Linked DNA regions of Danio rerio: region 2 is linked to region 1. A link is a contact called in public Micro-C data. All regions are on one chromosome and are shown on one strand. The core of a region is the stretch at or near the end of the contact, and the rest is flanking DNA. Distances in the headings are between cores, read along the strand shown. Region 1 has its middle 11 kb from the start of nr1d4b. Region 2 holds the start of hoxc12b (homeobox C12b).

What was found. A called contact is a pair of places that touch in the nucleus more often than the background predicts.
Region 2: a contact with region 1 is called in a Micro-C map of caudal fin, with 8 times the contacts expected there. The contact joins the promoter of hoxc12b here to the enhancer-like site in region 1. A contact is called at or near these places in 3 of 18 Hi-C or Micro-C datasets (caudal fin, hematopoietic stem cells and an unstated tissue) and 1 of 4 datasets of contacts at active chromatin or transcription factors (caudal fin).

What each region holds. Positions count from the first base shown.
Region 1 is chr11:2,025,017-2,032,487 of GRCz12tu, forward strand. It overlaps a transcript of rargb not described here. Among named protein-coding and RNA genes, the nearest start is that of nr1d4b, 11 kb to the left of the region's middle. Within about 2 kb of position 4,010, at least 6 of the 62 cell types and tissues checked have an H3K27ac peak or open chromatin away from gene starts, as enhancers often do. A contact at or near this core is called in caudal fin, where this site is marked.
Region 2 is chr11:2,196,007-2,203,477 of GRCz12tu, forward strand. It overlaps hoxc12b (homeobox C12b), which reads left to right and starts at 4,439. Exons shown (of 2, transcript NM_131545.1): 1 at 4,439-5,051; 2 at 5,314-5,552. The coding sequence starts at 4,439. The coding sequence ends at 5,552. It also overlaps a transcript of calcoco1b not described here.

The DNA.
Region 1 (7,471 bases), core at 2,760-5,259:
TCTGAACTGCCGGAAAGTTGACGGATATGCTCCTAATCAGAATTGATGCATTGGAAGTTGACAGACTTCTGTGTCTTCATCATTATTTCGTTTCGATGGCAATGCCGCAAACAAAACGGCGTAACTAGGAAGGAAGTGCCATGCAGCTAACAAAATATAGTCTGACAACATTTCAACACTCCTATTTAAGTTAACGTTTGTTGTTGAAGTACATTTTTTTTTTCGTAATGTTCAAAATGGCCACGGTTTAACAATCAATTTCAGTTATACGAACGTTTTTACAAGGTGTAGAAGAACGCCCCATTCACACGGGACGTCAGCGTCAACGATTCCCATTCACCTTGAATGGGTGATGTTAAGCGTTGCCAAAATGAATTGTGGGCCAGTCGGCAATGCTTCAGCCGCGTTGCTCGCTGCAGAAGGTGGGAATTTTCAACTTTTCAAGCGCCGACAGAAGCGTAAGCCAATCAGATCACTTAATGCAAATACCTCAGGTCAGAGAGTAGCTGATTGCGGCAAGAGTAGCTGACGCTGCTATGGCGATCAACTCCAACTTCATACATGCCTTACGTCAAGCGTTGACGCTAAAAGCTCCGTGTAAACCCCCAACGCAACCTCACGGCAATTCGTACCTTTTGATTTAGTGGCGAATTCGTATGAATTCGTACGATCTAATTCGTACAATTTAGTACGATTTGCTCATCGTCCAATGACGGTTGGGGTTAGGGGTGGGGTTAGGTGCCACGCCTCCTTTTTAAAATCATACATTTTGTACGAATTAATTTGTACGAATTAGCCACTAAACTGACAAAACGTAAAATACTTACGTTTTTTCGTGAGATCAGGCTGGTGAATCGGGCGTAAGTCAAAATACCAAACAAATATCATTTTCTAACTCTTTGAAACGGACCCTTGTAGGCTTTGATCCTAATTGTGTCGTTTTTGTGACTGTCGCTTTAAATTGAAATGAGATTCTGCTCTTTACAAAAATGGGCGGAGCTACAGATTAGTGTAGCTAGTGTACCTAGTCCTCAGTGCCAGCATAGAGGCAGATTCAAAACAAGACTAAGGTCCTATGCTAATGAGGGAGAGATGGCCACTAGTGGGCGGGGCTTTCTCTCTCTGATGACGCGTACAATTGGAGCATGTTAATCAAAGTGTTTCTGCAGACTGGTTTTTTCAAGTCTGATTATAAAAACAGAATTAATACATTTTCACCATTAGAAGATGGATATATCCACTCACTGCTGCCACACAATTGTGTTTAAACTCCGTATTAAAGTGAGTTTTGCATTATAGGTCCCCTTTAAGGTCCACTTGAAATAAAAATTTACAATATTTTCATTTTTTTATGTTACTCTTAAGGTGAATAATTAATATGTGCAAGTTAAATCACTGAAAAAATGTGCTTGTTTTAGTAATCTTCAATGAAAGTTTGACCATTTGCTTCTGCATTTAGAGAAGCAGCCCATCTGTTAACGTCAACCTAAGGGTTTCCATAGTAACCACATATTAATACTCATACCACTATTTTGTGCTTTAGGAAATGATGAACAAACGAAAGCCCTGCCCCCTAATAAATATTCTGTTTCAGTTTTAGCACAAAAAGAAAGCCCCGCCCCTACTCAATATTCAGTTTCAGTTGCAAGCACAAAAAGAAAGCCCCACCCCTACTCAATATTTAGTTTCTGTTGGAAGAGCTAACAGAAAGCCCCGCCCCCTACTCAATATTCCGCAATGTTTTCTCAATGTAACGAATAGTATATATATTATAATAGCATCACTTCTGAACATCTTGTTTGAAAAATGCCTTTGTTTCAAAGATTGAATGGAGAAATTGGGGGTAAAAGGCAAAACTGAATAACCTAATTTATTATTTTTAATTATACATTTTTTTTTCTAGTAATAATATAATTTGCAGTGACAGTTGTAATAATAATTATTAATAATTATTATTATTGTTATTACTACAATCATTATTATTAATATTAATATTATTATTGTTATTTTTGTTATTATTATAAATATTTTTATTATTACTACTATCCTTATTTTTTATATTATTATTATTACTACTATTGATATTATTAATATTATGAATATTATTATTATTATTATTTGTTGTTGTTATTGTTATTATCATCATTACCGCATGCAGTTTCACAAATAATACAAAATTCAATATGTGAAGCAAAATCTACCCCCCAAAAAATAAAAAAATTGTAAGTTTGTAAAACGAATGAATGAAAGTTAAAAAAAAAAGAGAAACAGCATTGTTCGCTGTCATTTCACAGTCTACTGTATTTTGGATGGTTTCCTGACCTCATGACCTACTCTTGGAAATAAGCGGTTCGCTGCCGCTCTGCTGAAGTCATCATCACAAACATGTTACTTTTTAAAGCGCTTCGATGTAAACATGTGCCAGAAACACACTGTAAATGTTTTAAAGGCAGCAGTTCAATGCACAAAACACTTTTATGTGCAGAATGCATATTTATACTTCTTTTTCCTCATACAACCAGTGTAAAGACAGACAGTAAATGAATATATTCATGCATTAAAAATGTGAATATATATATATATATAATTTAATACTTAATAAAATGTCAGTTAGTATAACAATAGTTTTAACAGCAATATATCTTTATAACAAGAATCATTTGACAATTTGTGCTTAAGTATTAGCCCTCATTACTATTCTTCAAACCACTAAGTTTTTTTTTTTTTTTTTTTACATATTTTTCAGCAAAGAGCGGTTTTCACTGTATGATTATGATTATTATATGTATTTTAACATTCAAGCTCAAATAAGTTTGCTGTCTCTTTTTCATATATCAAACTAGCTGTTGATTATGATGGAACATTAATAACCATGTGCTTTATTCTTTACTTGCGCACACAAAAAAACTAAATCATTTGAAATAATAAACAGAGCAATATCGCTGATATTTATATTTTATTATGCTCCAAAACAGTGACATTCACATTTGGATGATATAAACCTGATATAAAGATCCAAAACTTGCAGTTTGTCCCTTCCGCCAAAATGGATCAATGACTTTTATTGACGATGTCACCTCATACTTCAGTTTCTCATCAAATTTCACACTTTAAATAAAACCACAACTTTAAGTGCACTCACTGGCCACTTTATTAGGTACACCTTACTAGTACCAGGTTGGACCACCTTTTGAACTGCCTTAATCCTTCATGGCGTAGATTCAACAAGCTACTGGAAATATTCCTCAGAGATTTTGCTCCATATTGACATGATAGCATCACACAGCTGCTGCAGATTTGTCCGCTGCACATCCATGATGCCAATCTCCCGTTCCACCACATCCCAAAGCTGCTCTATTGGATTGAGATCTGGTGACTGTGGAGGCTTCTGCAGACCTCGGTTGGTTATTTGAGTTACTGTTACCTTTCTATCAGCTGGAACCAGTCTGGCCATTCTCCTCTAACATCAACAAGGCATTTGCGCCCACAGAACTGCCGCTCACTGGATATTTCCTCTTTTGCCGACCATTCTCTGTAAACCCTAGAAATGGTTGTGCCTGAAAATCCCAGCAGATCAGCAGTTTCTGAAATACTCAGAACAGCCCGTCTGGCAGCAACAACCACGCCACGTTCAAAGTCACTCAAATCCTCTTTCTCCCCCATTCTGATCATCTAAGCAGATCGTCTTGACCGTGCCTACATGCCTAAATGCATTGAGTTGATTAGAAATAATAAAGGCTGATTAGAAATTGCATGAGTGTACCTAATAAAGTGGCCTGCGAGTGTACAGCCACTGTATATACTTGTAATAAGCAAAACATCAAGACGATTACGTTGCTTTTCAAATGAATCAGTAAACAACGACAATAATACAGTAGATTAAAAACAAAAGTGTTGTGAACACCCGAGGCAGTGGTTAATGGACTCATGCATTAAGGACAGAGTCTCTCCAGTCTTAAACTCATGCTCCTGGCAGAAAGCGGCAGAAATTCGACAATTGTTTCCATATGTGCATCAAACTGCTTTTCCATTATTCAGACTCCTCCTTCTGCTTTTTTGTTCTCCCTCTCCCTCTCTCTCTTTTCTAATAATTTGAGTTTTTAAAACTTTTATGATGTCTGTCTTAATCAGAACAACCTGGCACATTCTGGCATGCCTACAAGCTCATGGTAATCCAATCATTGTGAGAGAGAGAGAGAGAGAGAGAAAAAAAAAAGAATAAAAACAGAAAGACTGTGGTAACCATCTTTCTCTGGACCGCGCGGCGACGCGAGCAAAAATAGATGTTCCATTACAGATGGAGGAATGGAAAGTAGTGGAGGGAAAATGGCACGAAAGGAGAAGAAGAAAAGGATTGACTGCGAAGCTGACAGTAATGGCGGCTGACAGACGTGAGTTCATGGCAGGTTCAGGATGACATCATATACATCACACCATCTTTATAACGTGTGTGGTTACTCATGTAAAACCCAAGCGGAGTTATATTTAATGATCAATATCGGAGGTGTTTGCTCATGCACAACTCAACATAATGATGCAGTACTTTTACCCTGATTTGTGTACTCCATCCATCGCTGATCGCAGCTTAAAAACCCTAATACCCTAAGTCAGGGGTGTCCAAAGTCGGTTCTGGAGGGCCGGTGTCCTGCATAGTTTAGCTCCAACTTCCTTCAACACACCTTGGAAGTTTCAGGTATACCTAGAGAGAGCTTGATTAGCTGGTTCAGGTGTGTTTAATTGGGGTTGGAACTAAAATATGCAGGACACCAGCTCTCCAGGACCGAGTTTGGACACCCCTGGCCTAAGTGAAATTGTAAAGTCCTCTTTTTTTATTTGACTTGTGTCTGAACAAACATGCTTCATTTTTAATTCATTTAACCCTTGTGCATTGTTTAAATTGACTATCCTCTTGTTTTGTTAGTGGCTGCCCCATTCACTTCCATTATAAGCACATTTTTGGATTACAAAGCCTTGACGCCATTTAATCATGCGTTCATCATTGTTCTGGTTTTCCCTTTTGGGAAGAGGTCAAATGTGTGATTTGTACTGTTGATCAAGAATGGATAAACAGCTTATAACAACGCTTGATTTCATATGTACACTCATCGGCCACTTTATTAGGTACACCTTACTATTACTGGGTTGGACCCCTTTTGCCTTCAAACCTGCCTTAATCTTTTGTGGCATAAATTCTAGATGGTACTGGAAATATTCCACAGAGATTTTGCTCCATATTGACATGATAGCATCACGCAGTTGCTGCAGATTTGTTGGCTGCACATCCATGATGCCAATCTCCCGTTCCACCGCATCCCAAAGCTGCTCTATTGGATTGAGATCTGGTGACTGTGGAGGCCATTTGAGTACAGTGAACTCATTGTCATGTTCACCAGTCTGAGATGATTCGCGGTTTTTGACATGTGTTATCCTGCTGGAAGAAGCCATCAGAAGATTACACCACCGCCACCAGCCTGAACCGCTGATACAAGGCAGGATGATCCATGCTTTCATTTTGTTGATGTCAAATTGTGAGCCGAGCATCTGAATGTGTCAGCAGAAATGGAGACTCATCAGAGCAGGCAACGTTTCTGCAATCTTCTATTGTCCAGTTTTGGTGAGCCTGTGTGAATTGTAGCCTCAGTTTCCTGTTCTTAGCTGACAGGAGCGGCAACCGGTGTGCCCTTCTGCTGCTGCTTTCTATCAGATGGAACCAGTCTGGCCATTCTCCTCTGACCTCTGGCATCAACAAGGCATTTGCACCCACAGAACTGCCGCTCACTGGATATTAGCTATTTCAGACCATTCTCTGTATACCCTAGAGATGGTTGTGCGTGAAAATCCCAGTAGATCAGCAGTTTCTGAAATACTCAGACCAGCCCGTCTGACACCCACAACCATGCCACATTCAAAGTCACTTAAATTGCCTTTCTTCCGCATTCTGATGCTCGCTTTGAACTGCAGCAGATCGTCTTGACCATGTCTACATGCCTAAATGCATTGAGTTTCTGCCATGTGATTGGCTGATTAGAAATATGCACCAACCAGCAGTTGGACAGGTGTACCTAATAAAGTGGCCAGTGAGTGTATATGCACCGATTGAAGATATACAAACACTATTCCTAAAGTTTGAATCGATGGATATTTAATAATCTGTAATAATTTACTAACCCTTTACTTGTTTCAACCCTTTTATGAGTTTCTTTCTTCTGTCAAACAAAAAAGAAGATAGTTTGAAGAAAGCTAAAAACCTGTTACTACTGTTGTATACCTACTATGGATGTCATTGGTTTCAGGTTTTTAGCATTATTGCAAATACCTTCGTTAGTGTTTAACACAAGAAAGAAACTCATAGAGGTTTTGGAGCCACCTAAAGATCAGTAAATAGTGCGTAAATTTTCATTTTTGGGTGAACTACCCCTTTACCTAAACAAAAACACCATAAACAAATCTGTTACCACTCTGTCGCCACAGCGGAATGAACCGGCAACTATTCCAGCATATGTTTTACGCGGCGGATGGCCTTTCAGCCGCATCCCAGTACTGGGAAACACCCATACACACTCATTCACAAACACACACTCTCACAAAACAGCCAATTTAGATCATCAATTCCCCTATAGCGCATGTGTTTGGACTGTAGGGGAAACCGGAGCACCCGGAGGAAACCAACACGGGGAGAACATGCAAACTCCACACAGAAACGCCAACTTGTCTAGCTAAGACTCTAACCAGCGACCTTCTTGCTGTGAGGCAACAGTGCTAACCACTAAGCCACCGTGCCGCTCTTATACTGTTTTGTTAATTAATTATTACTGTTTTGTCACATATTGTGAAATCATTCTGAGATCAGGTAAGAACAGCGAGGTAAAACCTTTGTGGTGAATATTTCATAGCAATTCAAAACGGTTCTGATGTAACTAAGCCTGCTTTCCTGAAACCACGCGCCCTCAGCAGCTTCAGACCTGCCAAATCACCAGTGTGAAACAATTCATCCCCCGAGGTTTAGAAGCTTCACAAAGCAGAGTTTCTGTAGTGTCCATCACTAGCTGACACTTCTCGCACTCTCTGTGTGTGTGTGTGTGTGTGTGTAAGACATAATAGGACACACACTGGTATAATATCATGGGTATGACACGGGGGTTACAGGAGAAGGTGACTTATGAGGATGTCACCCAGGAGTGACTAAATCATACAGAATCAGTTCATTCAGGAAGTAAACGAGCACACAGTCTACCGTTATGATTGGGTGCTGAGATAGGGGTGTGGTAAGGGACAGAAGCTTTGTACAGTATACAAAGAATGGAAACCTATAGAATGTCCCCACAATTCACAAAAAAACAAATGTGTGTGTGTGTGCGCATCTGTGTGTGTGTTTGCATGTATGCATGTGTGTGTGCATCTGTGTGCCTGTGTGAGTGTGTATGCATATGCATGTGTGTGTGTGTGTGCATCCGTGTGCCTGTGTGAGTGT
Region 2 (7,471 bases), core at 3,189-5,688, 170 kb after region 1:
CTAAGCAGTTTTAATAATGCGTACTTTCACTTTCCCCTAAGTAAATTTTTTTGTGCTGTATTGGTATTTTTTACTCCACTATTTTCCTTCAGACTGCAATCACTGCTTTATTTTTTCTCGTCTGTTGGGATTGGCTGAGTAGAAAAATCAGTTCTTTGATTTCCGTCAAATCAAATCGCACATAGAAGCTAAATCGCATACTGAAAAAACTGAAGGCATGGGAGATTTATAAATGCTGCAAACCGCTTAGCGGCATTGAAAATATGCAAGAAGATCTCTATAATCTTTAGATGCAAACATGGGGAGACTTTTTGGACTGCACATAATTGATGAAAAAATGATGTCTACTAAAAAAACAGTTTAAACCAGCCTAGGCTAGTTGGCTGGTTTTAGCTGGTTGACCAGCCTGGTTTTAGAAGGGTTTTTTTCCATTTCCAGGGTTTCCAGCCATTTCCAGCCTGGTCTTAGCTGCATGGTCAGGCTGGAAGAAAACAAGCTTAACCAGCCTATAGCCAGGCTGGGAGCCCATCCAAAACCAGCTATGTTCAGCTTAAACCAGGCTGGTCAAGCTGGATTTAGCTGGTCATTTTCCAGCCTGACCAGCTAAGACCAGGCTGGAAATGGCTGGAAACCAACATGGAATTGTCCAAAACCCCTATTAACCTCTGTTAGATGCAAACGTAGCTCTTTCTACAGTTTGCAATGATCTCATCAAATCTAAAGTATGTTGAATTTTAAACACGCTGTGTCGACTGGCAGACCATTCTGAGGGATGTAAACACAAACAAGGGTCCCGACGCATATCAATTCCTATAGCTTCTGAAAATCCAAAAAGAGCCACATATTGATAAATAATGTTGTGGTAGCTGTTTTAACATAAAGTTATGATTGAATCGCCTACAGTTATAAAACAGTTTGATAACAAGCTGGACATTTTCATGAGCCAATGACATGAACACATTGTAATGGTCTATCCCACGAATACATGATAACCCTCTAAAAAATGCTAGGTTGTTTTAACAGTACCTTTAACCTTTAACAGGTTGTTTTGAGTAAAATATGGCCAAATAAACCTGGGATAAACAAAAATAATAAATAGGCTTAATGATTTTAACTAACTTATTTTAGCCATAATTTATGTGTTTTTCAAACTATTTTTAGAGTGTCCCACATCATCATTCTGCTCCATGAGCAACTGTTGGCATAATAATAAATATTTTCCATCAAAAACCAACAAGGATATGCGATTTGATTGATTTATTCTTCTCGTTTTAATGAATGAGTGCGAAAACAGAGTTCCTTTCTGATTAATTAGCTTGCCTTATTTAGATCCTTTCAGCACAGAAGAGGAAAAAAGCCTAGAAGATGGTCTTTGACTTCCTCTAGTGGTGAAAGAGTGTAAATGTAAGGGCAATGGGAACGGTCACATAATAGGGAAACAAAACACAATATAGTAATTTCTTGTTTAACGCACCTCAGTAATCTTATTAAAGCATAGTTTTTACAGTTTGTGGAATTAATGCTCAGTATAACCTACAACAAAATGTGGCTTGCAGCGTATAATCTGAATTTGACAAATAGGTAAATTTTATTTGTTGGCCTTGCATAATTGCAATTAAAGAACATACTTTCATCTGTCTGTGAAGATGATTAGATATGATATGTCATTCCAGTTGTTTCTCTCTGTCCTCTATTTGCCTCTTTTTACATTTAATTCTCGTTTACATTTTATTCTTATTTCCCCTCCTTTTTCCTTTTACTTTTATGCACGTACACAAACTTTCATCCGAAAACCTAAATATGCATTTCTTCAGCTCACATATAATTTGATTTTTAATAAAATTAACGTGTGTAACTAAACTACGAATTGTGATTTTGATTACAAGTGTAATTATAAAATAACATGAGATGGCTGCCAATAAAAATACAGTTTATTTACAACCGCGCGTTATAACCTCTAAAATAATTTACCTATCTCTGGCCAAACATGGATCTCGAAGCCATTTAGATTTAAATGCAATAAAAATCTAACAGTTTCAATGAAAATTACATAAATGTCAGGCCTCACTGATGTACATAGATGTTTTATAACTTTTACTTTTAAAATGTACCAATGCAATTTGTTTCTCAGATCAGCACTTTCGGCTTCACAAACGATTGTCTTTAGTAAATGCTTTTAAAATGCAGAAAACACAGTCAGCTCGGTTGTTTGGGAAGGCCAAACTGCAATGTGATGGTGGTGTGTGTCTATACATGAAGGATTTCAAGTTCACGTAATACAACCCTGTTGTTTAAATGTTCCGCGCATCCAGGCAGTGACCTTGAACTGACACAAAGCCTAAACATGGACAAAGCTTTACAGAGAAGAGTGTGGGTGCGGCACTGCATGGTTAAAATACAAATATTGGGAAGCGGAGAAGGATTTAAGATGTTATGTGAAGGGTTTATTGGCCTTACATCGAAATTATCTTCTCATTAATTGACCCCTTATGTCGTTCTGCGGTCGAGATTTAATTTTAGGATTTGGTCATTAAATAGCAGCACATCCAAAACCTTTACACTTTAAATTGTTAAATATTAAAATGCTAAATTAAGAAGCAAAGTTATTTTTAAAATGAATTACTATATTTAATTACATTTGCTTATACAAGCATTGGTTTACATATTTAGATAACGATTATTTTATTTGTAGTGCGTGACCGTGCAATGAATAAACTGGCGAGTAAACGATAAAGCTAAACACTTATATAAAATATTTTGGTCTATGCTACATTTAAGACATTTCTTCGACAAAAAAGCCTTTATCAAATTTATATTACCTCTCCAAATATGCATCAAATGCTCTACATTTATAAATTCCCCATGCTTGAACGTGCAATGGATAAACGATGATGGGAACATAAAACATATTTAAAATAAAATGCTACGTTTAGGAAATTGTTTATCTTTTTTCTACATAAAATTTACATTTATTAAAATTATATTCTCCAATCATGCATCAAAAGCTTGCACCTCATGTAAACTTTAATGAGGATGCTGGGGACGCACTCTGCCTTAGTTATACTAAAATATTGTCCATATCACCTAAACAACTCTAAACATGGTCATTGGAAACCTGTATTTGGTTAGAAATGCATAATTTGAGAATTGCTAAATCATAATGAGACTAGGCACTTTTTATCAGAACTAATGGAAACTCAGAGCCAATGCGACCCATTGCTTTTTCTTATATGCTGATTCATCACTCTCTTTATCCATCAACCAAAGAAAGATTCTGTCAGTTGTTGACTGCTGCTGCAAAAATAAATAAATACATAAATAAATCTAAATATATAAAAATAAATAATAATAAATAAATAAATAAATAAATAAATAAATAAATAAATAAATAAATAAATCCTGAAACTATGGCTGGATCCATCTGCTCTAACTGATCTATCCTGGAGGCTCTATCTACTGGACATTATTAGTTTGGAACACACCACAGCCAAAATAAATGGTGCCAGTAAAATAAAAAAACTGTACAATTTTGGTTAAATATGAGGGACACTGTATCGTTTATGTTTTAATCCTGATTGTGTACTTATTATTACAATATTGCTGTTTTTTTTTATTTTATTTTACATTTTTTGTTGAGTGGATCTCGGGATTTGTTCAAAATCAGAATGTTCAATATAAAAATAATTTTAAAATGAGACTAGCTGATAAAATGTATACGAGGGAAACGTGTCACTGAGCCTCTACTCTTTTTGTGAGCTTTAAAGGGACAGTTCGCCCAAAAAATACAATTTCCTCTCTATTTCTTTACACTGAAGTAATTCTAAACTTTTTAATAAGTTATTTCTTCTTTTAAACCCAAAACAAGTCAATGATAAAAATGTTGGGGAAATAAGCAGCAGACATCCACTGGATCAGAAAACATACCAAATACTATGAAAGTCAATTGCTGCTTTTTCTGACATTCTTCAGTTTATCTTCCTTTGTGTAAAACACAAGACAGAATCTCAAACAGGTTTTGAACAAGGATGAGTGAATGATGATAACAACAATGCTCAAATAAAGCAGTGCAAGTTAACTTGACATTTCATTTAAGGATGATGCTCTCATTTGCATTGATCTAAGATGAAATACGTCTGATTTGATGACAAAATAATAATAAAGTGCTAAACAAAATATTTAATCACGCACATAAAAGAAAAACAATCGTTTAAAGCAGTTCAGGAGGCGTTTAACAAGAAAATATTAAAATAAGTTGTTAATATTTTAAGGTTAATACTTCTTTTTGTAAAAAGAGAAAAAAACAGTGGGTGGCACCTTCTGCGACTCATTCTCAAGCAGTGTCATGTGACCATACAGCCAATGGGGCGCAGCCTGGTTTCCTTATACGTTAAATGTCAGATTTGCTATAAACTACAAACTCTTAGCCGGGCCCGCCGAAATGGGCGAGCATAATCTCTTTAATCCGGGGTTTGTTGGACAATTGGTTAACATTAATGCAAGAGATGCATTTTACCTCTCCAATTTCCGTGCGTCGGGGGGACAGCTAGCAGGACTGCAAACCCTCCGCTTATCCAGAAGAGATAATGTCTGCTCTTTGCCTTGGAACCCATCGGAAGCATGCAGTGGATACCCACAATCTCATATTAGCGGCCCCGTTACCCTAAACCACACATACAATCAATCATGCGACATTACTCGGCAGGAAGACAACAAATGTTTTTATAGTGACAGTGCATGCGCCACCAGCGGCGGTGGTGACAATAACAGTACCAATCTTATATCAAAAGAGAAAGCATTGGATAACTCATCTGTATCCATTACTGCAGAGAACGGACAGAACAATCTGAACGGAATGGACAACGGAGGAAGTTATTCAAAATATGACTGCCTGACACCTGCAGAACAGCCAATCCCAAATCCTCGTTTGTGTCGGTCTCTTGAATCGGTTTCTGGCTGTTCGTTCATAAACGAGGGGGCCAAGACCTCATCAGGCATCACGCATTCACTAACATCCCCTGACATCCAAACAAGTGTTGCAGCACTAAACGGAGGTGAGTTTTTTTCTATTATATATCTTAATAAGATCAACATATGAACATGAGGATCTTGAAAATAATCCATGCATGTTTTATAAATGTGAATAAAATAGCATTCTGATTTAGTGTTTGATATATGTAATGTTTTAATTGGTTTTCTTTAAAGTCATCCGATATGCGAAGCCATTGCGTATTGTATATGTTTTGATAAGACTGTTTGTTAGAGCTTTTGTATTGGGCAAACATTAATGTTAACATACTTTTTTTGTTTGTTTAGGTGCTCTGTGGTACCCAATGCACAGACAAACTCGAAAGAAGCGTAAACCATATTCAAAACTTCAGCTGAACGAGTTGGAAGGCGAGTTCATCCTCAACGAGTTCATCACCAGACAGCGGAGGAGGGAACTGTCTGACCGGCTAAATCTCACGGACCAACAAGTGAAAATCTGGTTCCAAAATCGTCGAATGAAGAAGAAAAGGCTCTTGATGCGAGAGCAGGCTTTATCTTACTTTTAGAGCAATGGATGATGTTGGATTATACATAAACTGGCAACAGGACATGCTATTTGAACATATTTCTGATTGTTTGCAAATTACACACATGCAGTTGATATGTATGACGCATAGTATCAGTTCGCTGTGCACAAATAATAATTCATTCTTGGCCATTAAGTAACCACTACAGTTCTTAGTAACGCATGGAATTACACGAGAAATATAAAACACCCTGCATCATGCATACATCTCGAAAAGCTTGCTATACACAACAGAAGTGTTAATATAACATCAGGACAATAATTAATATATTTATTATTGTTGTTAATAAAAACAACAGTTTTAAAACAATAATAAAGCTTTTATTTTTTCTGCAACACTGTGCATAGCTTAAATGCCTCAAAATGTGATTCCATCATGCACCTTCGTACAAACAGCACATTAAAGGCAAAGCTGTAAATGTCGAACTATTCAAAAGTTTCATTAGATTTCCTAATTTTTGTTTATGCAAATTGGTGGAAAATTCCTATGAACTGATATCATCTCAATCTGCTCACGCCCAGCGGTTGAGGTAACAGCTTACAGTTTTACTGTTTACTTTAAATTCTATACAAATCGTACGATTTATATATCACAACTGGTGGAACTTTCACCCAAAAAGATTAAATATGATAACTGCAGGTTTTCTGCGGGTAAGGGAACAGATAAAAGATTGCCATAAGGCCATCCTAGTGGCAATTTTAGCTTGTAAGTAAAAATGAAGCTGTGATAGCCAATTTTTGGTGCTTCGGTGATGTCCAGACAAAAGGGCAGACCGCGGATATGTCCCTGATACAGTATTTGCATGCGAAAGTGCTTATAGCGCTAGTTTACTGAATATTCAAAGCAATGTATAGTGTTATTGTGGATAATAGGAATTTATAATCAGTGCAATGTCTTGTTTTTGTTAAAACATGTTACCTGGTGGTAAATGTCTGTTACACCAATAAGTATTAAATGATTGAGTCAGTGTAAGTGTGCAATTAATTTCTAATAAAAGTGGTCACCTGTGTAACTGTTACCTGTGTTGTGTTATTGTCTGACAATAACATAATCTGGTATTTTGCATTATTTGTTTTAATATAAAAAACGTCCTCTTTGCAACAAATAATATCACGCGAAATGAGCATGCATTTTTTATTGCTAAATATTGTTGCTAAAACAATATATTTCCCTTTCCGTATTAGGAATTAACTATAACTAAATTTTCTAATAGGGTAACTTAAATTATTTTGTGAATTTGTCACTTTGGGAAATAATTCACTCGGGTAAAGTTGATTTTATATTCGTTAAATTCGATTCGTTCATTCATTTTTGAACAGTGACAATATGTGACGCTACTTTGAATATTCGGCCTGAAATCGCATGCAAGTATGACTTCAAAACAACATTAGCACTATTTATTTGATTGTGATCAATGTTGTGCATTGATAGTCATTGGCTGCTAATGTGATTTAGAGTTATTTAGAGTTTGCAAAGAATACATTTCTGAAATTGTGTATTAGGGAGAATGTCTGAATGTGCAGCTATCAACATTTTTAGAGTTTGTTAAAGTTAACGTTGCATACCAAAATGAATGAAATTCGTCGCTTTAATGTCCTTTTTACTTTATTTATTTAATTTTTTTGTGCAAACACAACCCTCAGTTGTGTAAAACATGCATATTTATTATGGAAATGATATCAGTGTTATTCACTTTGAGTGTTTTTTATGAAGTTGTCAGATAGGATGCATTGTCAAGAATCTAGGTATAAAAACTTTGAACGTCAACACGTAACACGCTTTTTGTTTCTGCGGGAGGGCTAAATGTGCTTAAAGGATTAAGGTAACAGCGGATTCGACTTTGAGACAGACTCGGGCATCTTTACAACAGCCTGTCTGTGGCATTGAAGCAGACCTTG